7 separate regions of the Mus musculus genome follow, and all the other regions are linked to region 3. The links are chromatin contacts, called in public Hi-C, HiChIP or PLAC-seq and Micro-C maps. All regions are on one chromosome and are shown on one strand. Each heading gives the region's core, a stretch centred on a gene start, on an enhancer-like site or on the middle of the called end of the contact. The rest is flanking DNA. Distances are from core to core; before and after follow the strand shown.

What was found. A called contact is a pair of places that touch in the nucleus more often than the background predicts. HiChIP or PLAC-seq counts read pairs in DNA pulled down with a chosen protein or histone mark.
Region 1: an H3K4me3 HiChIP or PLAC-seq map of embryonic forebrain shows a contact between it and region 3, with 8 times the contacts expected there. The contact joins the promoter of 4932435O22Rik here to the promoter of Sdk2 in region 3. A contact is called at or near these places in 1 of 39 promoter capture datasets (hippocampal neurons), 5 of 484 Hi-C or Micro-C datasets (all in uterus), 9 of 115 datasets of contacts at active chromatin or transcription factors (craniofacial prominence, embryonic basal ganglia, embryonic forebrain and 6 more) and 1 of 9 other capture datasets (embryonic stem cells).
Region 2: a contact with region 3 is called in an H3K4me3 HiChIP or PLAC-seq map of embryonic basal ganglia, with 3 times the contacts expected there. The contact joins the enhancer-like site here to the promoter of Sdk2 in region 3. A contact is called at or near these places in 5 of 484 Hi-C or Micro-C datasets (cerebellum, embryonic stem cells, frontal cortex and 2 more) and 10 of 115 datasets of contacts at active chromatin or transcription factors (SST interneurons, astrocytes, craniofacial prominence and 7 more).
Region 4: a contact with region 3 is called in a Micro-C map of embryonic stem cells, with 2.9 times the contacts expected there. The contact joins the enhancer-like site here to the promoter of Sdk2 in region 3. A contact is called at or near these places in 2 of 39 promoter capture datasets (cranial neural crest and hippocampal neurons), 1 of 484 Hi-C or Micro-C datasets (embryonic stem cells) and 9 of 115 datasets of contacts at active chromatin or transcription factors (VIP interneurons, embryonic basal ganglia, embryonic forebrain and 6 more).
Region 5: a Hi-C map of cerebral cortex shows a contact between it and region 3, with 4 times the contacts expected there. The contact joins the enhancer-like site here to the promoter of Sdk2 in region 3. A contact is called at or near these places in 1 of 39 promoter capture datasets (pre-B cells), 7 of 484 Hi-C or Micro-C datasets (cerebellar granule neurons, cerebral cortex, cortical neurons and 3 more), 9 of 115 datasets of contacts at active chromatin or transcription factors (astrocytes, embryonic basal ganglia, embryonic forebrain and 6 more) and 1 of 9 other capture datasets (embryonic stem cells).
Region 6: a contact with region 3 is called in an H3K4me3 HiChIP or PLAC-seq map of forebrain, with 8 times the contacts expected there. The contact joins the enhancer-like site here to the promoter of Sdk2 in region 3. A contact is called at or near these places in 1 of 39 promoter capture datasets (hippocampal neurons), 1 of 484 Hi-C or Micro-C datasets (gonadal supporting cells), 9 of 115 datasets of contacts at active chromatin or transcription factors (craniofacial prominence, embryonic basal ganglia, embryonic forebrain and 6 more) and 1 of 9 other capture datasets (embryonic stem cells).
Region 7: a Micro-C map of embryonic stem cells shows a contact between it and region 3, with 2.3 times the contacts expected there. The contact joins the promoter of Cog1 here to the promoter of Sdk2 in region 3. A contact is called at or near these places in 1 of 39 promoter capture datasets (embryonic stem cells), 6 of 484 Hi-C or Micro-C datasets (embryonic stem cells and nephron progenitors), 1 of 115 datasets of contacts at active chromatin or transcription factors (embryonic stem cells) and 1 of 9 other capture datasets (embryonic stem cells).

Annotation. Positions count from the first base shown.
Region 1 is chr11:114,446,896-114,450,743 of GRCm38.p6, forward strand. It overlaps 4932435O22Rik (RIKEN cDNA 4932435O22 gene), which reads right to left and starts at 1,965. Exons shown (of 3, transcript NR_027643.2): 1 at 1,777-1,965.
Region 2 is chr11:114,534,910-114,538,898 of GRCm38.p6, forward strand. The region is part of intron 2 of Gm31724 (a long non-coding RNA gene); the gene reads right to left. Among named protein-coding and RNA genes, the nearest start is that of Gm39472, 48 kb to the left of the region's middle. Within about 2 kb of position 2,147, at least 28 of the 459 cell types and tissues checked have an H3K27ac peak or open chromatin away from gene starts, as enhancers often do. A contact at or near this core is called in embryonic basal ganglia, where this site is marked.
Region 3 is chr11:114,064,745-114,068,812 of GRCm38.p6, forward strand. Sdk2 (sidekick cell adhesion molecule 2) reads right to left here and starts at 2,285. Exons shown (of 45, transcript NM_172800.3): 1 at 1,059-2,285. The coding sequence starts at 1,134.
Region 4 is chr11:114,567,038-114,570,800 of GRCm38.p6, forward strand. The region is part of intron 1 of Gm31724 (a long non-coding RNA gene); the gene reads right to left. Among named protein-coding and RNA genes, the nearest start is that of Gm31724, 43 kb to the right of the region's middle. Within about 2 kb of position 1,539, at least 33 of the 459 cell types and tissues checked have an H3K27ac peak or open chromatin away from gene starts, as enhancers often do. A contact at or near this core is called in embryonic stem cells, where this site is marked.
Region 5 is chr11:114,479,142-114,482,700 of GRCm38.p6, forward strand. Gm39471 (a long non-coding RNA gene) reads right to left here. Exons shown (of 3, transcript XR_880306.2): 3 at 688-817. Among named protein-coding and RNA genes, the nearest start is that of Gm39471, 3.7 kb to the right of the region's middle. Within about 2 kb of position 1,335, at least 6 of the 459 cell types and tissues checked have an H3K27ac peak or open chromatin away from gene starts, as enhancers often do. A contact at or near this core is called in cerebellar granule neurons and cerebral cortex, where this site is marked.
Region 6 is chr11:114,500,941-114,504,490 of GRCm38.p6, forward strand. It overlaps Gm39472 (a long non-coding RNA gene), which reads left to right. Exons shown (of 3, transcript XR_880307.1): 2 at 558-802; 3 at 2,584-3,285. Among named protein-coding and RNA genes, the nearest start is that of Gm39472, 14 kb to the left of the region's middle. Within about 2 kb of position 1,476, at least 58 of the 459 cell types and tissues checked have an H3K27ac peak or open chromatin away from gene starts, as enhancers often do.
Region 7 is chr11:113,647,273-113,651,050 of GRCm38.p6, forward strand. Cog1 (component of oligomeric golgi complex 1) reads left to right here and starts at 2,257. Exons shown (of 14, transcript NM_013581.3): 1 at 2,257-2,603. The coding sequence starts at 2,289. It also overlaps a transcript of Slc39a11 not described here.

The sequences.
Region 1 (3,848 bases), core at 715-3,214, 380 kb after region 3:
AGTGCGGAGGGGGCAGGGAGTAGAGCGGGAAAGCAGATCACAGTTACAGCCGCTTTACTCTCTCTGCCCAGGCAGCGCCTAGTCCCTGGCACATGACGGTTTCATGTTTCCGAAGAGGAAGAGAACAAACGCAGAAGATAATTGTAGTGGAACGGCTGATAAGTAACGTTTGGTCTCCTTTTTACAACCATTCCCTAGGGCCCCATTATGGTAATTTTTCTTCTATAACTGGCAAATTGTATAACGAGTCAGATGATAAACCAGCAAGCAAGGCAGAAATTTGCATTTTAATACATCTGATGGTGCCATCCCCCACTTCAGTCTCTGAGGGGTCAGCACCCCTCTGATCCTGGGTCCCCTGGCACCATGCCCTCCCAACCCTCCCCTTGCTCTCAGTGAGCGACGCCAGAGCACTCAATAAATATAACATTTCAAGTGGAAGCCGGGAATCTGCTTTCTCAGATATTATGGAAAGTAAACGTAAGGCTGGGCCCTCGCACTGGCCAGCCAGGCCCTCCCCAGCTCCATTGCTTATTGAAGGCTATGCTCATCCAGGAACCTAAGCTGTGCCTCAGTTTCCTTTTCTGTCAAGTGTATTATTTTAATACCTATAGTAGGTTTTGCATTTACCTTTTCATTTCTCCCTTCGAAGTGCTAGAGAGGTGGCTCAGCAATTAAGAGTGCTTACTGCTTTCTTGGAGGACCCAGGCTCGGTTTCAAACACCCATATCAGGCAGTTCACCACCATCTCTAACTCCTGCTGCAGGAATCTCTTGCCCTCTAGCTTCCATGGGTACCCACATGTACACAGTGCACATAAATTTGTCCGAGTACACACACAGGCACATACAATTTTTTAAAATTGATAATGTCTTAAGACTTTCTTCTGTGTGTGTACAAAGTGTACATGTTCATACGTAAGTGCGTGCTTGTGTATATGTGTGTGGTGTGTGTGTCCAAACACACACACTCTTGCACACACATGTGTGCATGTTTTGTGAAGGCCAGGCCAATGCTGGGAGTCTTTCTCAATCATTCTCCAGCTTATATTATGTTTAGAGGCAGGGTCTCTCATTGAACCTGACGCTCATCACTTCAGCCAGCTTGGCTGGCTCTCAGCACTAGGGATCCTCTTGTCTCTGCCTCCCCAGTGCTAATGTGCAGCTGCTCACCACACCACCAGCCTTTTGATTCGGGTGTTGAGGATTTGAACTGAGCCTGAGCCCTCTCCCCAAACCTTATACTAGGCTCGTTAATGCCTGGTGGATAGCATTTGTGATAACTATTCATTATTATAATAAATATTATACCATTAATATTTATTGATAAATTGACAAGCATTTCTACATCTTATTAATGGAGATTAATATTAATAAATATTAATGCTATTAATTGTTGGTAAATATTAATGATCTAGCTGTGGTGGTGATGGCTATAACTACTACTGATAAATAATTAATATCATAGATAATACATGGCAGTGGTGCTAAGAATGGTGGGAAGACTCCTGGGTCTATGGTGCTGTGATTCTAGTCAAGACTTGTAATGGTGTCTGTCCCTGCTTCTCACACATCCGACTGCATTGATGCCACCACTTTCCCTTCAGACCCCAGGACTCCTGGAAGGGACTGGGGAACACGGTAAGCCAGGACACACACACACACACACACACACCCCAGTACTGTCCCAACACTGCCCTATTCACCCCCTGGAAAAATCCAGTTTCAGTAGTTCTAGAACCTTCCACCCACTTGACCTGGTAGAAAGGGTACCAACCTGAATCACGGGCTTGACCTTGAAGCTTTGTGGTATCTCCTGTCCCTGTCATATCAGGAAAGAGAGTTCACTTCCCATCTTCGGTGGGGAGCAGAATGGTGTTCACTCTTCAGGGCGGGCGGTGAAAGGGTTAACAGAGGCTGTGCCTGGCGCCCCACAGACACCAGTTGAACTTGCCAGTTGCTGACTGCAGAGGATAGCACTTGCAGCCCAGCCAGCTTCTCCAAGGTGGTTCCATTTGGCAGGGGCGGCCTGTCCTTTCATGCAAGAGAAGCTGAGTGCGATCCAGGAATGCCTGCCAAAACCCTGGGATTATTATCTTAGCCCCAGGAGTGAAGTCTCTGGGGATTGGCATGCCCTGTTGTTTGAATTTATTAGGCCCGGGCCCCTCCATCGGGCAGGTCAGAGGGGGAGAAACGTGTTGTCACAGTGAGGCTTTGTGGGAGTTATTTTTAGAACATCTCCAACTCTTCGGGCTCATCAGAGGTTCCAAATCAGTGCAGGAAATTGGTTTGTTTTCCAACGTGATGAGGTTTTTCAGTCCATCTCCCCGAGCTAGGATAGTGGCTGCTTTTCCCACACAAAATGAATCACAACTCATGATGTGGACGTGGGTAGTGGGATCAGATTTAGACCATTCAAGGAATGCACACTGACCACCTGTTATGTGCCAGATCTGATCTAGACACAACTTTCCACTTGTGCGGAACTTATGATGTTCCAATGTGGGAGACACAGGGGAGTGGAAACTGAAGAAGCAGGTAGGTGACAGGTTGAAGATGGGTGTTGGGAGAACACAGCGGGATTGGGGTGGGGGTGGGGTCCTGTTAAATCACCAGTGGGGGATATGCAGAGTAGATTGTAGGTCTCTGTTTTCCAGATCTTTCCTTTAACAGAGAATGGGACGTCCTGGCTCTTGGTAATGCCTCTCCCCTCACTCCACATGGCTCATTTGGGCTAATAGTATATGCGGCTCCATGATGCAGTGAAGACTGCCTGTGTTCTTGAGGCTGGAAGTGGCCTTGAACCTCTGACACTGACCACATGTCTTAATTACTTTTCTATTGCTATGACAAAACACCACAGCCAAGGAAATGTATTTTTTAAAAAAAATTAATTTGGGGGTTCATGGGTCACCATGAACAGGGAAGGTCACCATGGCAGGGAGCACAAAAGAAGCAGGCAGGCAGGCATGGCAGAGGAGCAGTGGGTGAGCACTTCCGTCTGACAAACAAGCACCAGGCAGAGGGAGAGCTATCGGGGAATGGTGTGGGCTTTTGAAACCTTTTCCAACAAGGTTGTTCACATCTTTTAATCCTTCCCAAACAATTTCACAAACTGGGAACCAAGCACTTGAATATAGGAGCCTTTGGGAACCATTCATATTCAAACCACAACACCAGGTATGCAAACATGCAAGAGTAGAGTAGACATAACTAATGTGCCATCCTGTAATACAGCCTGAACCAACCCAGGCCAGCCAGTTTGGGCCACCTCCAAATTGAAAAGCACAGCTATGACCTAAGACACCGTATAGAGACTCCATAGCAGGTCTACTTTAGCTCCAGATTTCAGAAAGATAAAATCAAGCCGTCTTACTAATCGGCCTTTTACTGGATGCCGTGTGGTGAATCTGCTTTCCCCTCATTCAAGTCCCTGGCTAGTTTGGCTTCCTTGTGTTTCTGGGACTAAAGTTCTCGTTCCTGACTGGTCACTGGGTAGGGTTTGCTCTGGGAAGCTAGGACTTCTGTGCTATTTGGATGTGGCCCTTATATCTCTGAAGCGGCAACAGAACATAGAAACCTCTCATATGTGAACGCTGACTCTCTGCCTTTGTTTCTGAGGGCCTTGTGCGATCACTCTGGTCTGCCTAGACAAGCTGCCTATTTTAAGGCCCGCTGATTACACCAGCCTAGGCAGCCCTTTTGCAATAATACCTAGGTCGAAGTTGGATTAGAAAACAAAAGGATGGGGGTCTTGGGAAACATTTTTAGAATTCTGTCTCTGGCAGCCCGCAAGCTGTAGTTGTGGGGATTGTTGGACGTGTATTCTGACAGCAGACATGGCATGTC
Region 2 (3,989 bases), core at 897-3,396, 470 kb after region 3:
GCCTCCAGCAAGCCCAAGAAATGACCATCCACCTTGACACGGGCAATGTTACCCAGTGGAACCCAATTCCAAGATCCCTCCCATGCCCTCTACGTCAGCAGCCCTAACATCTGCCCAGCTGTTAGAGCATGAAGCTTGGGCCCCTGCTAATCCCTCTTCCTCCCACACCCACCACATGCAGCCATCAAGCTGGTAGGTTCCCCTCCCCCAACCTCCCAGGGACCTGACCTCGGGTCCACATGCAGCCTTGTAACATGCCAGGCTGGTTTTTGCCTCTTTGAACACTCCGGTCTACGGGCAATTCTCTCTAGATGAGGGTAAGCATGTCTGTCTGTAAATTGGCGCTTCAACTGTGTTTTTGTAAATTGAATCCCAGCATGCTGTTGGCTTCCTGACGCTCTCTCTGAGATTGGCTCCCAAGTGAATCCTAATGTTTTAACCTTCTCCCAAGAAAAGAGAGTAGAATTTTCTGAAAGGCGTTTTGTACTAACCCTCTCATGGTTATGACCGGGATTTTTTTTTTTTTCCTGCTGCTCCGTGTATTAACTGATCTCCTCCACGGCTCCTGGGGGTTCCCAAGGTGTCACTGGTCCTGATGACTGTGCCAGCTACCCTCCACTTGTCGCCTACGTTCATCTTACCATCCTTTCTTTCTCCTCCAGGCTGTCCTATTCTCTGCCTTCTAAATCAGGCATGGCCAGTCCAGGGCGCGAGCCTTTTTTGTTTCAGACTGAAGCTATGGTTCCCTTGACTTTCTCCAGGCCCAGATCCCTCCGTCCCTTTCCCTTGGCCCTTTAGACTTAAGGATGGACTGACTCCCTCTTTATTGCGCCTTGGATCCTATACCACCTGCTTTGGGTCTGTTAACTCTATTCACAAGTCTATAAATGTCCTCTTCATTAAACCGCTTTGGCTGGGATGAGGGATGGCTCAGTGTGTAAGGGCACTTGCTTTCGCATGCCTGAGGACCAACAGTTATGTATAAAGCTGGGACTGGCTCACGTGTGCCTGTAATCCCAGCGCTGTGAGAGACGTGGAGGCAGAGCCAGTACTGGCTTGACTGGCTGCCAGCCTAGCTCCAGATTCAGTGAGAGACACTGCCTCAAAGCAGTAAAGTGGGGAGTGACAGCACAGGTCACGTGATGTCATCCTCTGGCCTCTGCCAGCACAGGCACCTGAATGTGCATGTACACCACTCACACGATAAACAAATGTCGCCGTTGGCTGGAACCCTTCGAAGGTACCATCTGCTGCCCGAGGGGCCTTGCCTGACTTGATAACAGCCACAATAATTATGTTATCACCCTCAAGCTCAAAACTTTGCCTTTGGCTCTTATCCAGGACCTTGACTGACTCAATTCTACCACAGGAGAAGGTGACCAGATCTTCAGGAGAAGCAGGGACACTGTAGGAGCTGGGTACCCCCAGGGCAGGCTTTCTCAAGCTCCATGCTACTGTTATCAGAGGCTGGGTTATTCTCGGGGTGCGGGAGTGTCCCTGTGGGATGCTCCACAACACCAGCAGCATCGGGAGGACCACTTCCTAACCACTAGAATCTCCAGAGACTACTGAGTGTCTTTGGGGGGGGGGGTTCAAAGCTGTCCCTGATTGAGAGTCCCCACCCTTCAAGGGGATGAGTCTGAGCTGAGGGTCAATCAAGGTTTGCTCTCAGACAGGGAGAGTGACCAAGCAACAGAATAGGGACACAGGAAAGAAGTCCTTGCAGGGCGAATAGATAGCTGACAGCTAGCTCACTCTTTGTCCTTACAGCATTGACAAACAGGTGTAGACTCGGTGAAGACCACCCTTCACCTTGTCTGTATAACATGTGACAAACAGCCACTGGCTTTGTGGAAACCCACCCTCACCTTCAGCATGATACTCTGCCTAGCCACAGTGCCTGAGCACAAAGTGTCTAAACAATTGGCTACTCCTGCCCCCTCCTGGCCTCCTCTTCCCCACTCCTGCCCCCTCCTGGCCCCCCTCCTGGCTCCCTTGCCCACTCCTCAGCCCCCAGCCCCCTCCTGGCCCCATCAGCCCCCTTCTGGCACCCTCCTGCCCCCTCCTGGTCCCCTCCTGGCACTCCCCAGCCCCTTCCTGGCCGCTCAGCCCCCTCCTGGCGCCCTCAGTCCCCTCCTGACCCTTACCAATGTTCCCTTTTTCTCATCCCTTCCCTGCCTTGAAATGATTTGGGGAAGCAGCTGGTGGCAGGGGACTACAGCTGCCGCTAAGTTATCCAAACGATTTATCTTAAGATTCATGCAGAATTCATTGTGTGGGGACCAGGGTGGGTTACGCTTTAATATTCATGCAGATTTGGAAGAAATGTTAATCATGGGTTTGGGTAATTTGCACTTTTGCTTAATTCTCCTCCTCCCGGGCTGTGTTGGCCGGCCCCCCAACCCTTTCTCTCCTCCCCTTCTGAGTCCTGAATTTCCTCCAGCTCGCTGTGCCAGCTGGGGTGGGCTCAAAGGCTTCCTGAGTGCCCGGCTGCTGCCTCCCCCTGCCGAGCTGGTCCCACGATGCCTTTGAGTGGGGGAGGAGGTGCCCAGTGGGCAGCCATGAGAAAGAGCTGGAAGCCCCAGGGACATCTTGACAAGAAACAGATAACAGGCTCTAGCAACCAGATATGTGCAAATTAGCATTGATTAGTCTCAAATTAACAGCTTGGGCATTTCAAACCCCAAACAAGGCCCGGGTTCTGTTCTGATCTCTCCCGGGCTTTCCTTGCCCAGCTCCACCCCCTGAAGCTTTGGCTCTCCAAACTGACAGCTGTCAGTTTGCCCTGAGGTAGGGAAGCCAGGTGTGTGGCAGGAGAAGGCCAAAGAGGCTTCACCCAGCTCTTCTCGATCTATACTTACCATTCCCTCTTTTTCCTTACTTCTTGGGGGACAGAACTTTCTGGGAAGTACCCATGAGTCTGACTACTCAGGGTAGCTCAAGAAGAGATCTCTCTTCCCAGCCCTAGGTAGGACCATACTTATATGAGAAATGGATGGAACAAGGACAAGATAGTGTTTACAGGGCCTGCAATCTCCCACCAGGCCTTCTCAGCCAGAACCAGGATAAGCTCCCTTCCTTCTGGGGTCAGCCCCAGATGCTGAGCAGAGAGAGCACGGGGAACTTAAAAAGTGTGCATGAGAACAGACAGCTGACCAGAGCAGAGGTCTTCAGCCCAGACATCGTCCCTTACCTCCCCCACCGTGCAGCTGTCCCTGCCTGGGATCAGAATAATAACCAGGATGATACAGACATGGAGAAAATGCACACAGCCAATGTCACCCCTTCCCTTGCCACGCCCATGTCGGTGAAGTCTAGGTATCCAGACCCCGAACCTTACAGCAGTGCATGGGCACACAAACTTGCACGTGTGTGCGCGCGTGTGCTTGCGCGCGCGCACACACACACAGAGCACACTCACACACTGAGGTGCCCTGGAATTGAAGTCCCCTAGGAAGGCTGTTGGCCACACTACATTTAAAAAGCAGAGTGAGTATGGTTACCATGAAGGTAGAGCTGAGACTTGCTCCTGTGTCCAGAGGAGGAGGCCACACAGCACCCAGAATTCAAGGAAACGTCGAACGGTAAAGTTGCGGCAGGCATGGGACAGTGGGGCCTCAGTGGTAACGTTCCCCCTGAGGTGGCTGATTTTTTTTTTTTTTCCTATTAACTTCTTACCACAAAGACTCACCTGGGAATGAAGTCTCACATCTGAAGAATTATCTAGGTCAGCTTTGTTTGTGGCTTTGTCTGTAGGGGATCATCTTAATTGTTAATGGAGCCACCCCCACTGAGGGTGGAGCCATTCCCTGGACTGTATAAAAGTACTGAGGGCAAGCTGAGCAGCAAGCAAGCAAATTTTATTCTCCCCCTGCTCCACCATGGACACGATGGTTTAAGTTTCTTGGCTTCCCTCAAATAATAGAGAGTGTGGAATTGTAAGCCAGTTAACCACTCCCCACCCCTGCCTGCCATCACTTTATTTTAAA
Region 3 (4,068 bases), core at 1,035-3,534:
TCTGTAGGGGGATTGCGACGCCATCCCAGTCCCTACCGAAGCCCTGAAGCCCCTGGCTCTTGGGTAGGTCTGGCTTCTCTGTGAGCCTGGAAAGCCGAAGGAAATCTAAAGCTGAACCGATGAGTCTGGGGATTCACTCTAGACTACTTCTCCCTTTGCCCCCAGCAGGCGCCGCTCGGCCACCACGGCCACCACCATCTGGATCCTCGAACCCCAAACGCAAGAAAGCTCGGGTGCAGCCGCCGCCGTAGCCTACCATGACCCTCCAGGGGACCCCAGAGACGCGCGGGCATCCGCTGCAGGAGGCGGGGAGGGACAACCCCATCGCACCTCCTTTCAACACACCCACTGAACACCCACTAGCCCTTCCTCACCAGGCTGTCTGCTCTGGGCCGCTACAGATCAAAGCAGCAGTGGCCAGGCATCCAGCTAGTCCTGGAAGCTGGAGGCTGGGGCTGCCCGTTGGGTGTGTCGGGGTGGGGTGGGGGTTGGGTCTGCCGCTGTCCTCGCCGCTGGGCTCCGGGACCATGCCGCCAAACCGCCCCAGCTCTCGCGGCCACGGCCGGCCAGGCAGCCAGGCGCGGGCTCCCATACATGGCTAACCAGAGTATCTGCTCTTGAGGGGAAATCAAGCGGGCACCCTGAGCCACCACTACGGCTTCTTCCCAGCTTCTGCCCGCCCCATCTTCTCGCCCTGGGACCACACAGTGCCTGCCTGCCATGGTTTGCCCTTCCTTTCGGACGTCAAGCAGGACCAGGAGCTTAGGGAGTTCAATGGAGCCAAGACACAGAATGACGCGCCCCTCCTACCCCGACCAGAGAGTATCCACAAAGGTCCACCTCCCCGTAACCTCACCTTTCCGGTCCAGAAAGGTCAGAAGTATCAGACACTGCCCCACCCCAAACAGAGCTCCAAAAGTCGAAGAAGCGGGGAGCATTGAGACGTACAAGAGATGGTCCAGCTTGGGCCAAACGCGGTGTCTTAGGGGGGTTACCTCTCTTCTGCCCACCCAAACCCCTTCTCCAGTTCCACGTGGAGAAAGTCACCCATACCGTACCTTGGGCCCCGGCCGAGTGGATCCGATGCAGGGCCAGTAGAGTCCAGAGCGGCAGCCTCCACATGCTGCTGAACATGCTGACCGAGGGGTCCTCTAAAGTGCCCCCTCTTTGCGAGTTGCTTTATAATCCTTTGGAGTCCCGGGAGACTGTGTGGTCAAGTCCTGGACGCTATGCCCGTAGGGGCCGCACCGGCGACCCCAAATGCTTTCCCCTCTTTCTGCGCTGGCTATTCCGTAAAGCGAGGGGGAGAGCAGAAAGAGGCCAAGCCTCCTCTCAAATTCGGGGTGCCTGTATCCCTTAGCACCCCGACTCAGACTACGTCTCATAGGCAGGGCGACCCCTGCGATCCGGCCTGGTCGCTGGATGAGCTCCCGAATCAGAGGACAACTTCAGGAAACTTCCTCCTGGTGGCCACGTTGCCCGCCTCCCGCCCCTCCCCGCCCCCTGGTTGGGTTCTCCCGGGCCGACGTAGTCACCGCGGTTCCAGGCGCCGGGCCCCTGGGACTTGATGTAAGCGGAGCACAGTAGCAGGCGCGGGCGCCGGGTGTCTTTTAGAAGGGGCGCAGGGCTCGGGGGGCGCGGTTAGCATAACGGTCCGAATCTCCCCGGAGCCGAAGTTTTCTTCTCTTCTAACTTTGCAGAAGGCATCTAAGCGGGGCCGAGCCACCCTTCTCAGCTCCACGGTCCTCGTGCCCAATTCAGTGATTTCGGGGGTACCTCCCCTGGGGCTTCGGTGCGGGGCTCGCCCTAGGCTCTGAGCACCTCCGGCTAGCAAACTTTGCGGGTCCCACGGCCCGGCGCGCAGCCCCGTGCGCCCATGTCTGCGCCAGCTGCGGGCAGGGATGGATGCCCGGTTCGGGTACCCGGCTGGGCGGCCCAGGTTCCAGCCAGCGCCTGGGCACCGCGCCTCTTGCGGGCGATCCTGAGGAGGAGACCGGCGGGTCCTGCTCTCCGCCGCACCCGGGATGGAGCTCGGCGCGAGCCGCACCGGGAAAGCCCTGCCGGCAGCTTTGGGATCCGGGGTTTCGGCGCCGCCTCGGCCCCCCGGCGTTTTCGCCCGGCGCGGGGACCCGAGTCTCCACGGCTGCTCCCGCGCCTCGGCCGCGCCTGCTGCTCGCCCACCTCGGCAGCAGCTGCCTCGCAGAGCCTGGAGCTCTGGGCTGCCCGGGCTCAGCGTCCTCAGAGCTGCTCTGCTGCCGAGCCTGAGAGTCTGCCTGCGCCGAGCTGGAGCTGCGGGGGCAGCGGGAGCCGGAGACGAGCGCGGCGGAGGCGGAGACGCGGAGAGGGGGGCCGAGCGCTACCCCGTGGCCGCGACTGGAGCGCAGCCTGCGCGCAGGGAGGGGGCGGCGGCGGCCCCGAGCCAGGCCCGGGAGCGAGCCCCGCAGAAACCCAATCCGTGTGCGCGGCCGCGGACGCCTGGCGTCTCCGGGACCCACCGGAGGGCAGTAGCGCGGGCTGCAAGCGAGCCGCTCTCTCTGGCCCGGTCTTCTAGCTTCAGCCCACCCTCACTCCTCCCTAGAAGGCCTTATCCCAGTCTCCCATAGGATGAAGCCCCCAGTACCCCTCTGGATTCGACCAGGCAGAACAGTTTGGGAAGGGTGTGTGTGTGTGTTGGGGGGGGGGGGGGTGTCAACCGGTTGATTCCAGTTTTTCCTTCCCAGGTCAGACTCTTTAAAAGTCTGGAAACGCTCAGGGCGGAGAGCAAGATAAAGGGGAAGCCTGGGACTTGCAGAAGGCTGAGAAAGTGAAGTTGGTGCCAAACTCGTGCGTTCTTTGTTTCTTCTTCTTCTTCTGAGCTCCCCCTTTAAAGGCACATTAGCAGCAGAGACACAAAGGAGAGAGCCAGAGGGGTCCTCCCTCGTGGCCCAGGGAAGGGAGCAGAATGTACCTTCTAGTGTGGGAAGGCCAGGAGCTGGAAGACCCCTTTAACAGTTGTACTTACAGGCAACAGACGCCTCTACCTCCGTGGGCTCTTTTCTCTATTAAAAATATTAAAAGTAATATTTTGCGGCTGTGTTGGCGTAAAAACAAATATATTACTACATATTAAAACATTTTCTTTCATTTAAAAGTTCATTTAATTTTTCCCCTGATTTTAAAAGAAATTAAAACAGTTCCGTGGGTTTCCTAAAAGACGGTGTAGTCCCTGGCACTGAGCCTGCTGGGAAAAAAAATCAGTCTTGCAAGGTTGGTATTTCGGCTGGAAAAGGAAGGGTTGAGGCCCGTCACCTTTGCCAGCTTTTCTCTTCATGCCTCCAGGGCCCAGGTCTTCGGAGACACACCCCTGTGGTCTTCCAGTTCTGGTCATTGCCCTTCAGGCATCTCACTGACTTCGAGAGCTCTGCCTCATCTTCTCCAGTCCCCAAGCCTCTTCTCATCGCTATGGACGCAGGCACTGAACACCTCTCATCGCTCTACTGTTCTCTCCTCACCTGCCTTGGAAGAACAGCTTTGAGCATTTAGTGGAAATAGACGAAAAACCTAGCCTGCCTGTCTTCAGCTTTACATTCGTCCACTTCAAACCCTGCTTTTGTCTTTCTCCCTGGCAGTCTGAACCTAGTCCGGGCCTAGGGCTTGTTATCCGACTGAGTTTTTGACTGAGGAGTGGCTTTGGGGATAAGCAGCCTAGATCTCTCCCCCTTAGGTGGCCACGCCCCTCCCATCTCTGAGAAACCCAGATTCTGCCTCTCTACCCCCAAGCCCCAGACTCTGAACTACACGCTTGAGAGCTCAGGCCCTGCCCATCCCATCAGAAACAGCTGTTCTTTAGGGTGTTGTTACAGGGCTTGCTCACAGAGGGGGCCTGAGAGTCAGTTTTGCAGCAATTGCTTCTTAGCCAGCAATCGGAGCAGAGACACTGTCTGTGCCCTTGGGCTGGAGTTCGTGTGGGTACCAACGTCTGAAACCTTGGTGGATTTCTCCATTTGGGTCCAGTGCCCAGACTTGTAACTGCAAGAGTCTGAGCTAGCTGCTGCTCAGGTTCCAAATAGCATTTGTGCTCATCCTAAG
Region 4 (3,763 bases), core at 289-2,788, 500 kb after region 3:
CGGGTGGACTGTGGGCAACGGGTTGGGACCCACTTGATCTCTGTGGGTGGTCATCACAGAAAACGGCAATTAGCTGGTCTAGGCAGAGAAGGGGAAGGAACAGAGTCCAAGGCTTCTCCTGGGTCTTCCTGCGGGAATAAAAATGATAGGCAGGACGGGTGGGTGGTCCCAGAACACGGGGAGCAGGGACAGGAGGGAGGGGCCTATTGCCGTCCTCACAACCTCCTCAGGGTTCCACATCAGAAAGAGATGGGTTTTTTTCAAGGCACTGGTAGCCAGAGGGGGATTGGAGATGCTAATTTCATTTCATTAGATCCCAGCAGCTTTGGATTACAGCAGGCAGGAGGGAGGAAGCAGAGCTGATGTGTTTTAAAAAGCTGCAGTTTTGCGCTGTTTTTAATTTAATGCTGCCGGTAAAAGATGCCGCCTTGGAGTCGCTAATGATGCTCGTGAATTATTTTGGTTGATTTACACACCCCTCCGACTTTAAATAACGAGGGAGGAAGGAGCGTGGGGTCCCCCCTGGAGCTGTGAACCTGCAGCTGAGAGTGGATGTTGCCAAGGCTGGGGCTGGGGCCTCCTTATGCCCAGTCCTACCTCCACCCCCTCTCGCCCCTCCCCCACCCCCACCCATCACACCTCTCCTTGGTATTTCTCTTCTGGATACGAACTTGGATCGCCATTCTCCTTCAATCTTCTCATCTCCATTTCGTGTGGTACCTACTGGCCCTTGCCGAATATCGACAATGACAAGTATATTAGGAGTCCTTTCTGTGTGTCACATCTGGGGCAAGGCTCTTGACCTACACAAACGCCAGTCGCTCTCCTGTATGCTGAGAACTGATGCGATTTTTCCCCCTGAGTCCCCAAAAGGAAAATGAGAGGTTACGGAGCTTGCTGCAGGTCATCCAGCCAGGAAATGACAGACACTGCAGGGCAGCAAGCCTCTCTTGTTTGGCTCAGTCTGGTACCTGCAGAGGGTGGGGGTGGGGAGCCGGGTACAATAAGTAAGCAAATGAGCTTAAGTGTAGAGTCAAGCTACCTCCATGAAACCCGCTACTCTGCTTCCCAAACTTCAGCTGAAACTGCAGCTGTCTCCAGGGTGTCTGAGTTGGCCAGCAAGGCTAGGACCAAAGGCAGTCAAGACAGCAAGCCTCTTCTGACCCCTGAATCCTAGGGCATCCAGTCAGCCACCATGGCTAACCCCAGGGCACCCGGCAGGGATGTGACCAGGAGACTGTGTTCTAGAAAACCCAAGCTTGGTGGTCAGAGCGAGGACCAGAGAAAAGCGTCCATTTATCTTGATTCCCGGCTTGTCTCCACCAGGGAAAATGTCTCCTGTCCTCCCATGCCCCTTTCCTTCTCCTTCCTTTCAAAATGAAATTAGAGGCAGCCGGTAAAAGCATTAAGCCCCGTCCGGATTTTCCTTCCCCATCCATCATACTGGGGCCTGAGCCTCAGAGCCGCAGCCTGGGATCGAGGGTCTTTCTAGCGATGGCAGCAGGTGAGGGGTACGGGCAAGGAAGGAGACAGAGAGGCCATGTCCTCTCCATCTCCAGGGAGGCGAGGCAGCTGCATTCCAGCTCCGCACAGCAGGAGGCTGGGCCAAGACAATCAGAGCAGCAGCCTGAATCAGGAGGAGAAAACTCCAGCCCCCAGGAAGGAAGCTGTGACTGGCTTGGTAAAGGGGAAGAAAAAAAATCAGAGTCTATGCAATAATGCAAAGATTTCCCTCGCCGGCTCTTGATTACCTGATTCTTGGGACAAGAAGGAAGTTGTGAAGGTGGAAGGTTCAAATCTCAGCTCTTATGCTAGGAGGTAGTGGCACGCCTTTAATCCCAGCACTGGGGAGGCAAGACAAGCAGATCTCTGAGCTCAAGGCCAGCCTTATCTACAGAGCAAGTTCGAGGACAGCCAGGACTATACAGAGAAACTCTATTTCAAAGGGGAAAAAAAATCCCAGTTCTGCTTCATGTGTGACCTCAGGCAGTCCCTGGGTTGCTGCTGCTGCTGCTTCTGCTTCTGCTTCTTCTTCTGCTTCTTCTGCTTCTTCTGCTTCTTCTTCTGCTTCTTCTGCTTCTTCTGCTTCTTCTTCTGCTTCTTCTGCTTCTTCTTCTGCTTCTTCTTCTGCTTCTTCTTCTGCTTCTTCTTCTTTTTAAGATTTATTTATTATTATACATAAGTATGCTGTAGCTGACTTCAGACGCACCAGAAGAGGGTGTCAGATCTCATTGTGGGTGGTTGTGAGCCACCATGTGGTTGCTGGGATTTGAACTCAGGACCTTTTTTTTTTTCCAGAGCTGAGGACCGAACCCAGGGCCTTGCGCTTGCTAGGCAAGTGCTCTACCACTGAGCTAAATCCCCAACCTCAACTCAGGACCTTTTTAAGAGCAGTCAGGGCTCTTAACCACTGAGCCATCTCTCCAGCCCCACTGGGCTTCTTCTAACTACATTTATTTGATGTAAAACAGACTCAGCAGAGAGCAAGCAGCATTGTCCAACAGAGTGACCAGGTCAGCTGTGTGCCCCAGTACAAAATGTAAATGCAGACCCTTGCTCAGAAGTGTTATTAAGAATCCCATATGTCCTAGGGGATCCATGAAACTAACCCTGGCACCAGGGAGCTAGAAACAAGAAGATCAGAAGTTCAAGTTCATTCTCAGATGTATATCTTGTATAATAAGGCTAGCCTGGGCTACATGAGACCCTACCTCAGAGGGTAAAGAATTTCAGGGTGAGCCAAAGGAATGACAGCTCCTGCTTATATCTCCAGCTCTCAGTAGGCAGTGGACTGAGGCCAGCCTAGTCTACCTAAAGAGTCCTAAGCTAGCCAGGGACATAGTAAGACTGTCTGGGGGCTGGAGGGTGGGGGAATAATGTCTTAGTCACTGATTTACATCTCTGAAGAGACACCTTGGCCAAGACAACTTCCCCCCCCCCCCCCCCCAAGCAGGGTTTCTCTGTGTAGCTAGCCCTGGCTGTCCTGGAACTCACTTTGTAGACCAGGCTGGCCTCGAACTCAGAAATCCGCCTGCCTCTGCCTCCCGAGTGCTGGAATTAAAGGTGTGCACCACCACGCCCAGCTCCCAAGGCAACTCTTATAAAAGAAATCCTTTCATTGGGGCTGGCTTACAGTTTCAGAGATTTAGTCCATTATCATCATAATGGGGAGCAGGGTGGCAAACAGGCAGGCAGACAAGGTCCTGAAGACGTACCCAAGAACTACATCCTGACCCAGTGGCCCAGAGAGATTCTGGGCTTGGCATGGTATTTTGAAACCTCAAAGCCCACCCCTAATGACCTCATACATCCTCCAACATGGCCACGCCTCCTAATCCTTTTCAAGCAGTACCACTCCCTGATGACCAAGCATTCAAACACATGAGCCTATGAAGGCTATTCGTATTCAGATCACCACAAATAATAATAATTTCAGGATGGCAGTGGGAGGACACTAAGCCAAGCAGGCCACCACAAGAGCTATGTGCCTGCGACACTGACCTTGGGGGGGGTGCTGTTTGCCAAGAAGTGAGCTGGATGAGACTACTCCTTTTGTGGTAGTGTGGAGAGAACAAAAGGCACGGCGGTTCCCTCCCTGTGGGAGAAAGCCGGAGGCACTCGTGAAAGTAGACAAGATGAGAAGCCCACCTCTTCTGTGTCTCTGCCCTGCCTTTACAGCTGCAGCTGAGCCAGGAGAGCTGGGTTTCTGCAAGGGTCTGCTTGCAGGCACAGGGCAGGCAGCCAGGAACTAGAGATTTGGATT
Region 5 (3,559 bases), core at 85-2,584, 410 kb after region 3:
CAAAAGAAAAGAGCTTCTTTCCCCTTTAAAAGAGACAAAAGTGCGGGGTGGGGTGGGGTGGGAGTGGAGTGGGGCGGGGCGGGGCGGGGCGGGGGAGGGGGATGAATAAGGCCAGAAATAGAACCATGGGAAAGGTCCAGAGAAAACCGCAGGGCAACCGGAATGCTGGGTGCTGCGGTGGCCGATGAGCTGAAAGCAGACAACACCAATAAAAAAATTATCTGTATGAGAAAAGCGTTTATCCTTTGGAGGCGGCGAGATGGACAGGCTTCAAGGGCCCGGATGGGAAGACTACAGGTTCTTTGGGAAATCAGAGGGCTGCTGAAGCAACCTTTCCCTGGAGTGATCTCCATGAGGCACCTGCATCCTTGAAATATATATATATATATATATATATTCCATATATGTATATATATATCTTCCATATATATATAAATCTTCTATACATGTATATCTTATATATATACACACATATATATTTTTATATATGCCTATAATAGAGTTACATCATTTCCTCCTTTCTGTTTTCTCCCTCTACCCCTTCCTATGAACCACCTTTCCTTGCTCACTCTCAAATCCATAGCTTTTTTTTCTTTTATTGCTGTTGGAAAAAAGAAGAAGAAGAAAAAAAAAAAAAAGGCAAGGGAGATGGTTCCGTGGATAGTGTTACCTGCACAAACATGGTAACCTGAGTTCCAGTCCCCAGAACCCAGTACAACCTGCGTACACTGGCTCGAGCATCTGCCATCTTGCACTTACCTGTATGAGGTGGAAAGTAGAGGCAGGTGACTATCCAGATGCTGGTAATCCAGCTAGCCTAGTTACACAGTGAGAAAGGGTGAAAGGTCAAGGGTTGGTACCTGAAGGTTAGTTAGCCTCTGACCCCACATGTATATTCATGTGCATGCACATATGTACACATGCACACACACATGGGGGAGGAGGGCTCAGATATTATGCCCTCCTACTTTAGCCATGTCCTCTGCAAACCTTGGGTACCTGACCTGACAGCATCTTGCAGACCTGGTAGGATTGCTGGGAGGAAACCATGGGAAGTCCCTGGCACCTGGCACATAAGCAAAGCCATGTCTTCCTGCGGCCCAGCAAGAAGCCGTGCAGCCTGGGATGGAAAGTCACGAGCAAATGCTACTCTGTCCTTTGATAACCAAGAATAAGTGAAATTCAATGAAAAATCCTGTTTAGAATCTCTCAAAAAACATCAGTGGTGATTCCATTCATCCCCCGTAGCCAAGCTCCCTCGTTTTCACCCTCACCCCCACACTGCTGGCACCCCGGCTTTCTCTCCCGCCTCACTGGGTTCTGAGATTCACTCCCTGACTATATTTAATCCTCTGGCTTCCTTCTCGCCTTGGCTCTTTATTTTGCTCTGTGGGGAGGTGTTCAGTTGTATTTTGTATCTTTGTCTCTTCCCCTACTTCTACAGGAGCCTCAGAGCAGGGTAGGGTTGGACTGGGGGAATCTGTGAGTTGACCGAGCGCATCCCTCGGTCTCTGCATGTTAAGAATGGGAAATTGCAGATGGAATTATGTCGTTTACAAGAAAATTGATGGAACTGGAGATCATAAAGTTAAGTGAAGTAAGCCAAACATGGGAAGGCAGATGTCACGTTTAATATGTGGGATCTAGATTGTGTGTGTGTGTGTGTGTGTGTGTGTGAACAGAGGAAGCTATTTAAATGGAAGGGGGACAAGAGAGGGTAATGAAGGAGCTAGAGGTGTAGCTCAGATGTTGAGATGTGTGCCTAGCAAGCACAGAGCCCTGAGATAGACCCCAGCGTTGCCCCCAGCCTGGCATCAGGTTCTAGTTACACAAGGAGTTCGTCTGATGTCTAAGGACCAGATTTGGGGCATTTTAAAGCTTTTTTTAAAATTCAATTTTGAAAGAATGCATATGTGCCAGAGCAAAGGGGAGGTCAGAAGGCACTGCTCTGCTGGTAGGGGGTAGATTCTCTCCTCAGGCCGTCAGGCTTGGCAGCAGGCACCTCACTCACCCCCTGAGCCTTCTTGCTGATCCCAGACTTGAGACTTGTTGGTGCTTATCAGCCCATCTTGGGTTGTATGCCACCCCCGACCCAACCTCAGCAACAGAAGGTGAGAGCCATTCATCACTGGCTTAGCCCGTGTTAAAGGCTTCCCTAAGCCTGCTGGTAGAAAATGGAAGGACAGGCCGTTTCGGCAGAATTACAGACTTGTGATGGGAAGGGTTCCACATGAGAGTGGGGGGGGCTCCTTTTAGAAAAATGAAAATAGATGTGGGGGCCAGAGGCGCCTCCCGCCATGGCCCACCATACATGGCACTATTCCCTGCACAGAGACTGCAGGACAGGGCGTCTGTCAACGTGTCCAGCTGCAGGGAGGCACAGCCTGTGTTCCCATTCTGCAGGCCAGAGGCTGGAGTCAGGGAGAAGCATGGTCATGGTCTGATGTTTTTTTTTGTTTTTTGTTTTTTTTTTTTAATAACTGGGACCTTTCTTAGCCCAGATGGGCATGACTCAGGGACCTCAGTTGCCGGAAACTCAACAGTCACCAAAAGTCTGTCTGAGCAGGGTTGCTCAGTGGTTAGAGCACTTGCTACACTTCCAGAGAGCCCCACATATCTGTTACTTTTCTTTTGCAATGGTAAAACACCCTCTCTCTCTCTCTCTCTCTCTCTCTCTCTCTCTCACACACACACACACCACACATACACACACACACACTGCATAAATATTTTTTAAAGTCAACTTGGGTCAGTGGCTCTTGAGATCACTGACTAATACTGATAAAATTCAAGGACACATGCAGATTAGTGATACTTAAAAAAAAAAAACTTTATGAAGAGACATTAAGAAAAAATGAGGCAGCCTCCCAAGTGTGGTAAGGGTCCCCAAGGGGAAACACTGTTTTTTGTAAAACATATGACCAAAACTGGACAAAGACCAAGATGATTCCTGTTGAGACTGGTTCCTTCTCTGGCTTGATCCAAGCCACTGGAGAATCCACACCTACAAGGCAGGGACCAACCAGGGAGATGCACGAACTCTGCACACGCTGCCTACCCAGCTGAGAGTGATTGACACTCCCCTCTGTCCACCTCTGACTTCCTCTGTTAGCTGCTGACTTCAACTGTCCGTTAGCCGTCACGCCTTGGTCCGCGTTGCCACAGCCAATCTTGCGGTTGTCTTGTTTGTGGCTGATCAAGCTATGCTCTCTCTGTTCTCACACGTGTGTGGCTAGCTTGGAGTGTCAGCGTGAAGCTAACTCCTGTCACAGCTTCCAAAATGTGAATAGGGGTTACCTCACATTTAACTCCTTGGCTATGGGGTGGTCATTGTGAGCTCTGTCCTGAAAAATGTGGTAGGAGCTTTCTGTGAGAAGCCATCCTTCCCACAATTGAGCCTGCTGGGATCACCTGAGTTACATCACAGACACATGAAAAGGCAGCCAGACCTTGTGCACGTTCCCCAGGGCTTCGTGGGGAGGCAGCCACCTCACCTGAGGATGCTGACCTTGCTTCTGTGTTTGCTCTTATCTACCCAGAGGAGCTGTCTCCTATTTAT
Region 6 (3,550 bases), core at 226-2,725, 440 kb after region 3:
ACTCATACACATAAAATAAAAATAAATTGATTAAAAAAACACTTAAAAAGATATGAAATGGAAAATTCCAGAAAGATTCCCCTTTATAAATTTGAAGTCGTGTGCTGTCTGATTGGCGTGGTAGAATCCCTCCCTGCCCTTCTCCATCTTGCCTGCCACAAGAGTCATCCCTTTTCAGGGTATCCACGCTGTATACGGTACCCTCCCATCATCACTGAGCAGCCATCTCAGCTGTTACGCTGACGCACTGTGGAAGTGCCACTGTGTTGTGCTCAAGTAAGCTTCACGCAGAAGCCTACTGCTACCCCACAATGCAAGCACCATCACTTTGAGTCACGGGCACTATATCATTCACAGCATCCCAAGAAGTGGGTTTGGTAGAGCATAGTAAAGTCTTTTGACTAAGAGAGGCATGTTCACACAACTTATCAAAATATATTATTATGTTCATTGGTTTTTACTGTTATTTTACTGTTGAACTTATTTGGCCTAGTTGTATAAGTGAAACTTTGCCATTAGGTATGAGTGTTGGTCGATAACGATTCTCATTTCGACAGGATGAAGAATCACAAAAGTCTTCAGATATGCCTGGGAGAAAGTATCTAGAGTAAGTTAGCCTCTGGCTATGCCTTCCAGGACCTGTCATGATCCGGTTAATTGGAGCAAGGAGACCCACCCTAAAGGAAGGGGCCACCATTCTAAGATCACCCAGGGCTGGATCTTAGACAACGTAAAAAGAAGAGAGCTGTGGATACAATGTGGCCATCTGCTTCAAACCTGCTACATTGACTTTCCCCGAAAGGTGAGCGCTGTGTTTCCTGGTCATTAAGGGCTCTTCCTCAGGAATCATGAGGCAAAATAAACTCTTCTCTCTAGAACTTGCTTAGGTCATGGTGTTTTATCACAGCAACAGCAAGCACACCAGTTCAATGCTTGAGGTTCTTAATCTGGGCCTAGAGAGCAGGCAGGCTGGGCAGGTCGGGGGAGAGCAGGCAGGCTGGGCAGTGGGGAGAGAGCAGGCAGGCTGGGCAGGTTGGGGGAGAGCAGGCAGGCTGGGCAGTGGGTAGAGAGCAGGCAGGCTGGGCAGGTCGGGGGAGAGCAGGCGGAGCTGGGCAGTGGGGAGAGAGCAGGCAGGCTCGTGTGGCATACACACACAAGTAGGACAGTCTGTGTAAATTCCAACAAGATGCTATCTTTGTGCTCTCCTCTGCCTGCTCTCTCCCCACCTGCCTGCTCCCCCACCTCTGCCCAGCCTGCCTGCTCTCTCCACCTGCCCACCCTGCCTGCTCTCTAGGCCCAGAAGCCCTGATCTCTGCAGTAAACATAGTAAACATGATGCACCTCCCTCTAGCAGCATGAGATGACACAGTGACAGCATAGCAAGCTGCTCACCAGCTTCTCCACAGAGAGTTGGAAGCATCACAGAGATGACTCATCAGTGGACAGAAATGTGGGGCTGGAGTCAGTCACACAATGGCACCTGTCATGTGACTTGCTAGCTCCCGCAGGGAGAGTAGCTGTTCCTGAGACTTGTAGGTGGGAGAGAAAGAGGGGCATTAAAGAGCCACTGTCCTTAGAGGCTGGGCCATCTTGGACTCCAACTGAGATGTTGCCTCTGCCCTGGGATCAGCCAACCTTTTACAGAAGGAGGCAGAATGGAGGAGGAATGTGGATCAGGACATTCAGGAAAGAGCAGGGAAAGCCGGTGCATAGGGGCAGCTGCATAGTCCAGCCCTGCAGACAACCCGTGGACTGCTACTGGCCCCCAGAGCATGCTGGTTCAATGGTGTCCAGCCAGCACCATCCTATGCACACAGCTAGCCCTGCTGCTGTGTCTCAGCCAGATCTCCAAGGCCAGGAGTGCTGCTGCACCATGTAATCTACATATCCCAGCCAGGCCAGATCCTGCACGGAGCGGGTGGGGGGGTGGGGTCACTGAGGGCAGCTGCACTGAGCAGAGGCTGAAGCACACTGGGAATCCTGGGCTGTCTTGAGTGGTTCTCACCCGGACCATGGCTCACACTGCGGTCCTGCACCCTAGGGTGTCATAGCGAATGCAGATGCCTCTGAGCACACCAGCTCCTCCTTTGCCCAGCTGTAGGACCGCAGAGAAGTTGTTAACCTCTCTCAGTCTCTGTGCCATCATCTACAAACAGAAGCAAAGGTTCACTCCTCCGATGCGTGTAAAGAAGCTGGCAGAGCAAAGCCTTATGTCCCTCCCTCCCTTCCTGTCTCTTCCTTTCTTTTCTCTTCTCTTCCTTTTTGCTTCTTTTACATTCATTTCCTTCCTTTCTTCCTTTCCTCTCTCATGCCATCTGCTTTCCTTTCCTCCCTCAAAGCCACTCAAAACGCAGGTCTTGAACAGGTCCTTCTTTGCTGTCATGTGTGGTGAACGGTGCTGTCCTCTGAGGTTGACCACGAAGACTTCTCTGATTCCACCTGACAGAGTCTTGGGGAAGCCCCGCCCCGCCTCCATCGCCCAAAGAGCGGTGAGAAGGAACCTTTAGGACTCTGGGGTAGCAGTGTGAAATGAATGTTCTGGTTTCCTAAGCTTCGTTTCTTGATTTTTACCTTCCAAATCAGGCATAGCTTGTTGGAACCGAAGCAATCGTCAAGAGCTGAAGGAGACAGTAGCCGGGAACCATGGCTCTCTGGGGCACAGAGAGCAGCTTTGGAGACCAGGGAAACATTGTCGAGCACTCCAGACCCATCCAAAAATGGTGAACTGGTCTGACCGGCCTCAGCCTCAGGATGCTGGGAGTGCTTGTCAGCCTGACAGTGTTCTGGGCGAGGGGAGTTTGCAATGCATGCCAGCAGCCAGAAGCAGCTGGGCACCCTTGGCAAATGGGCGATGCCAGGGGTCCACTGTGGCTCCAGGGTGCCCACATCTCCCATCATGTATTCTAGGCAGCCTCCATCTTCAGACCTACCCACTTTGGTAAAGCAAAAGACAGCTGCATGAGAGGAAGGGCCCTCTGATGGTGGAAGCAAGTCCCCTGGGACTTTATCACCCAGGCAGGGAAGGAAGAGAGGAGATACTGGCCCTTTGGTCCATAGCTCTTGGCATCTAACAGAATGGAAAATGTAATAGTTCTAGTTGCAGGCATCTCGTTTTCTTGTTTTGCTTGTTTTTAATCTTTCAAATCAATAAAGTGAATAGAATAGGGGAGAAGTTTTGTTCTGTTTTAAAAGTTGTTGTAATCCCAACACTCAGGAGGCTGAGGCTAAGTCGGGTGTGCTGGCTCAAGCCTTTAGTTCCAGTCCTTGGAAGGTAGAACTCTCAGGTGGATCTCTGTGAGTTCAAGGTCAGTCTGGTCTGCAGAGTGAGTTCTAGGACAACCGGAACTACACAGTGAGATCCTATCTCAAAAAGAGTCTAAGGCTAGGGATCATCAGGATGTCTCAGTGGACTAAAGTGCTAGCTCCTAGCCTGACCAGCTGAGTCCATCCATGGAAAAGAAAACCAAGCCCCACCCCACGGTCCTCTGACCTACACACACACATATATACACACATACATAAACACACACACATATACACACACCGCACA
Region 7 (3,778 bases), core at 1,007-3,506, 420 kb before region 3:
TCAAAGCTTCACTCGACACATACTTACACCTGGTCATAAACTACACTAAATGACAGCAGCACCCCTGAGCTTAAGCAATGTCTGTCCCCAACATCCTGGCACAGTGACTCCTCTAGCTGCTTGGGCTGAGCTCTTGGCCCAGTTGCTGGTTTGGATAGTTCTGGCTGATAGGCAGACAGCATCAGGAAAGGAGGGGGCTGCTCTCTGGGTGCAGAAGTAAAACCTGGAGCCTTAGAGAGCAGAGCCAAGGACACATCTCCCAAAGGCCTGGGGAGCTTTCCCAGTGCCCAGGCTGAGAAGACATCTGGAAACAGCCCCGAGCAGCAGTTCTTCTGCAGGCAGAGAGGCAACCGTAGCATCTTCAGGCAGGTCTGATGAACTCAGCCAAGGAAACAGCACAAAAGACGGAAAAGCAAATGCCGGTCTCAAAACACATTGGGCAGAGTGGCCTTTGCCAAAGCCATCATACAAGAAGCCCCTAGTCCCACATGGAACTGATCATAGCCTATCGTGTTCCCCTCAGTGTAGGAAAGGTGTTAGCTTACTAACTCTTGGGGAACTGGAAGCTTGAGGAATAAGTGTTAGGCTCCCAGGGCAAGCTACAGACCACGGTTCTGATTTTCAGAGAAAATGGATGTATTGATAACACAGTGAGCTGCTGGGCAGGATGTGCAACTAAGCTGAAGAGACAGGAGCAAAGAGAGGGCGAACATTCCTAATCCAAGGTATACCACAGGGTGATCCAACCTGCAGATACCCATCACCAGCGCTGGCACCTGAAACTACAGCTGCAGCCACTGTCCCTGCCAGTCCTGCACACTAGGTGTTGTGGGTGAGACCTAGCCTCTACAAGGCTGAAATCCCTGCACCAGGGCATCGCTGCCTTCAAAGGCCCAAGAAGGTCTTGTGGACCAGTCCCAGGCCCCAGGCTGGCACAGTAGGTGCAAGAAGTCCTGGGGAAAGTTTCTGCCTGACAGAGAAGCGCTTCCAAACACGGAAGACAGATTCTGCAGGCTCAGAAGCAAAACAGCACCAAAGCAGCCGGTAGCGCGGGACTATAGAAAGGACTGCACGTCACCGCTGCGCCACCAGGGGGCGCGCTGTGCTGGGGGAACTCTGACGCGTAGGCGGTATCTCAAGCCAAGTGGCTTGAGTTCTGAGTTAACCCCCTTCCCCGAGGTAAGTAAAATTCCCTGGGCTTCAGTTGTGCATAGAGCAGGGACTCTTCTTGCTGGAATGTCGTAAGTAAACCCCCTTATTTAGATATCAATCTATTGCTGTGACATTTGCCTCGAAGTAGTGGCAGTGGTGAACGGGAGAGAAAACCCAGAGGCTGTCTGTGGTACAGGGCTGCTGAACACACAATACTGTTTTCTCTGTGTTAACATAGGAAAGAATTCTTCAGCAAACTTTTCCAAAACGAAGGGCCCTGAACGGACTTATGAACAGCAAGCCAGAACGTCCAGGTTTTCTTACTGGGTCAATCTCAGGATGTCCAATCCTCTGGCATCATGGACTCCCCATCGTTCTCCACCACAGGAGGCCTGTAACAGGGAAACCCATTTTGTGGCCACTAAACAATATTTAAATAAAATAGAAGACCCAGGTAACAAGGTGGACCACAGCCGTCACTCAGATCTCCAGCTGCCAAGTCCTAAGGGAAGAGTCCCAAGGCCCAGTCCTGGTTGCTGTGATGGTCTATCGAAGGCAAAAGCGTGCATGCATGTAAGACCGACAGCAACACGACCATACGTGCATCTTTACCATAATGAACCCCACGGTGAAGCTCTTCCCTCCCCAGGAAAGGGTTTGGGTGCGACGCAAGGGGCTCCGGGCCACTAAGACTTTGACCACCAAGTACAACCTTAACTATTTCGCTTCTCTAAGGAAACGAGCGCTCAGGGTAGGCGAGATGGCACAGCAGGCAAAGGCGATTGCCGCCAAAGCCGATAAAATTCCATCTAAAATTCTATACTGAGATCCTCATGGCAGGAGTGAGCCTCCTGCAACTTATGACCTCCGCGCGCATCTGTTTCTGTCGCACGTACTCCACCTACATAGGGTGAGAATGGGGAGGAAGAGGGAAGGAAGGAAGAGTGAAGGAGAGAGAAGGGAGATTGTAACAGTAAAAAATAAGCTCTGGAGAGCAGCACTGCCACCGAGGCTCAGTCCCTGGGACCACCGAGGCTCCCGACCTGGCGGAAGCACTTCCGCCCCCATCCATGATGGCGGGAGGGCGGGGCGGGGCTGGCAGGCGGAAGCGGCCGGCGGATCCCTGGCTTAGCACCATGGCGGCCGCGACCGCCTCCTCCGCGCTCAAGCGGCTGGATCTGCGCGATCCCAACGCGCTCTTCGAGACTCATGGAGCGGAGGAGATCCGCGGGCTGGAGCGCCAGGTCCGAGCCGAGATCGAACACAAGAAGGAGGAGCTGCGGCAGATGGTGGGCGAGCGGTACCGCGACCTGATCGAGGCGGCGGACACCATCGGCCAGATGCGCCGCTGCGCCGAGGGCCTGGTGGACGCCGTGCAGGCCACCGATCAATACTGCGCCCGCCTCCGCCAGGCCGGCTCCGTGGCGCCCCGGGTCCCACGGGCCCCGCAGGTCAGTCCGGGATCCGAACCCGCCACGTCCCTCCGCCCCCGCCGCCCGGCGGACCCCACCCCTCACCTTCCGCCGGAGGAGCCCGCCCCTCGCCGCCGCGGGCTACCGGGAGGCGTCTGCGGGCCTTCCTCGGGACGCTGGTCCGCTGCCGAAAAGCCAGCCGGCCTTTTGCTCCGGGAGCCTTCCCGGACTTCCGGACGATTCCCTCGCCTCCCGTGGGTTCGCTGCGCTCTCCTTCCCTTTTAACTGAAAACGCCAGGGGTCTCTCGACTGTCAGATCTCTCCCGTTAGCTCACACCTTCCTGTCAAAGTCATTCATTCATTCCCCATCCCACCCTGAGCCCGACCGAGCCTGGAGAATTGGGGGAGGGTAGCCTCAGCCGTCAGACCCTCCCCCTTTTAATAGGTGAGCAGTTTCATTTCAGGCTGGTTTAAAAAACTCAGGGTATCCTGATGTCCTCCCATGAAACGTTTAAGACCCGATGCGGATCGAATTCTGACATTGGGTGTTGGCTTAGGAATGAGCAGAGGGCGCCGAGGGTAAATAGTTTTTAACCTAGGAGAACTTACTGTAACAGAAGAAGAAATTACAAAAGCACACTAGCCCACATGTGGAGCCAGCTTTCTTGCGCTACTTAGGTGTCAGAAAATCCAAGCCAAAAAAACTAGGGCAGTATAATGAACGTGGGCAAAGAAGGTTGGAACTTTGTCAGCCTGTCACTCCCTAAGCTACACATTAAGTACAGCCCCCTTCCCAAATGGACAGACTTAGCTGGCTAGCTTCAACTATGTAAGCCCAGTCTTAGAAATGGATTGATTTTCATGGTTATGGCTGGTGCATTTCTGGGGGAATGCCCTCTCCGTTCAAATCATAAACAGGAGCCTCCCAAGATGTTCTTGAAGTTTACATTCTAATTAAAGAAAGAAATTCTTGGGAAATTGAATTTTTAAAATATGAATAATTTAGAATGGCAGTAGAAAATAGTTTAGCATAAAGGTGATTAATCGCCACATGTCCATTTAATGTAATAGTTCGGAAGGAAGGAGTGAGTTAGGTGTGGCTCCTCCCCAGTAAGGACAACTGAGATTTGGAACATTGACGTCTCTGGCCAGCTATGCTGCTGTAACAAAAGATTTAACACTGGATAGTTCATAAAGAGTAGACATTCATTTTC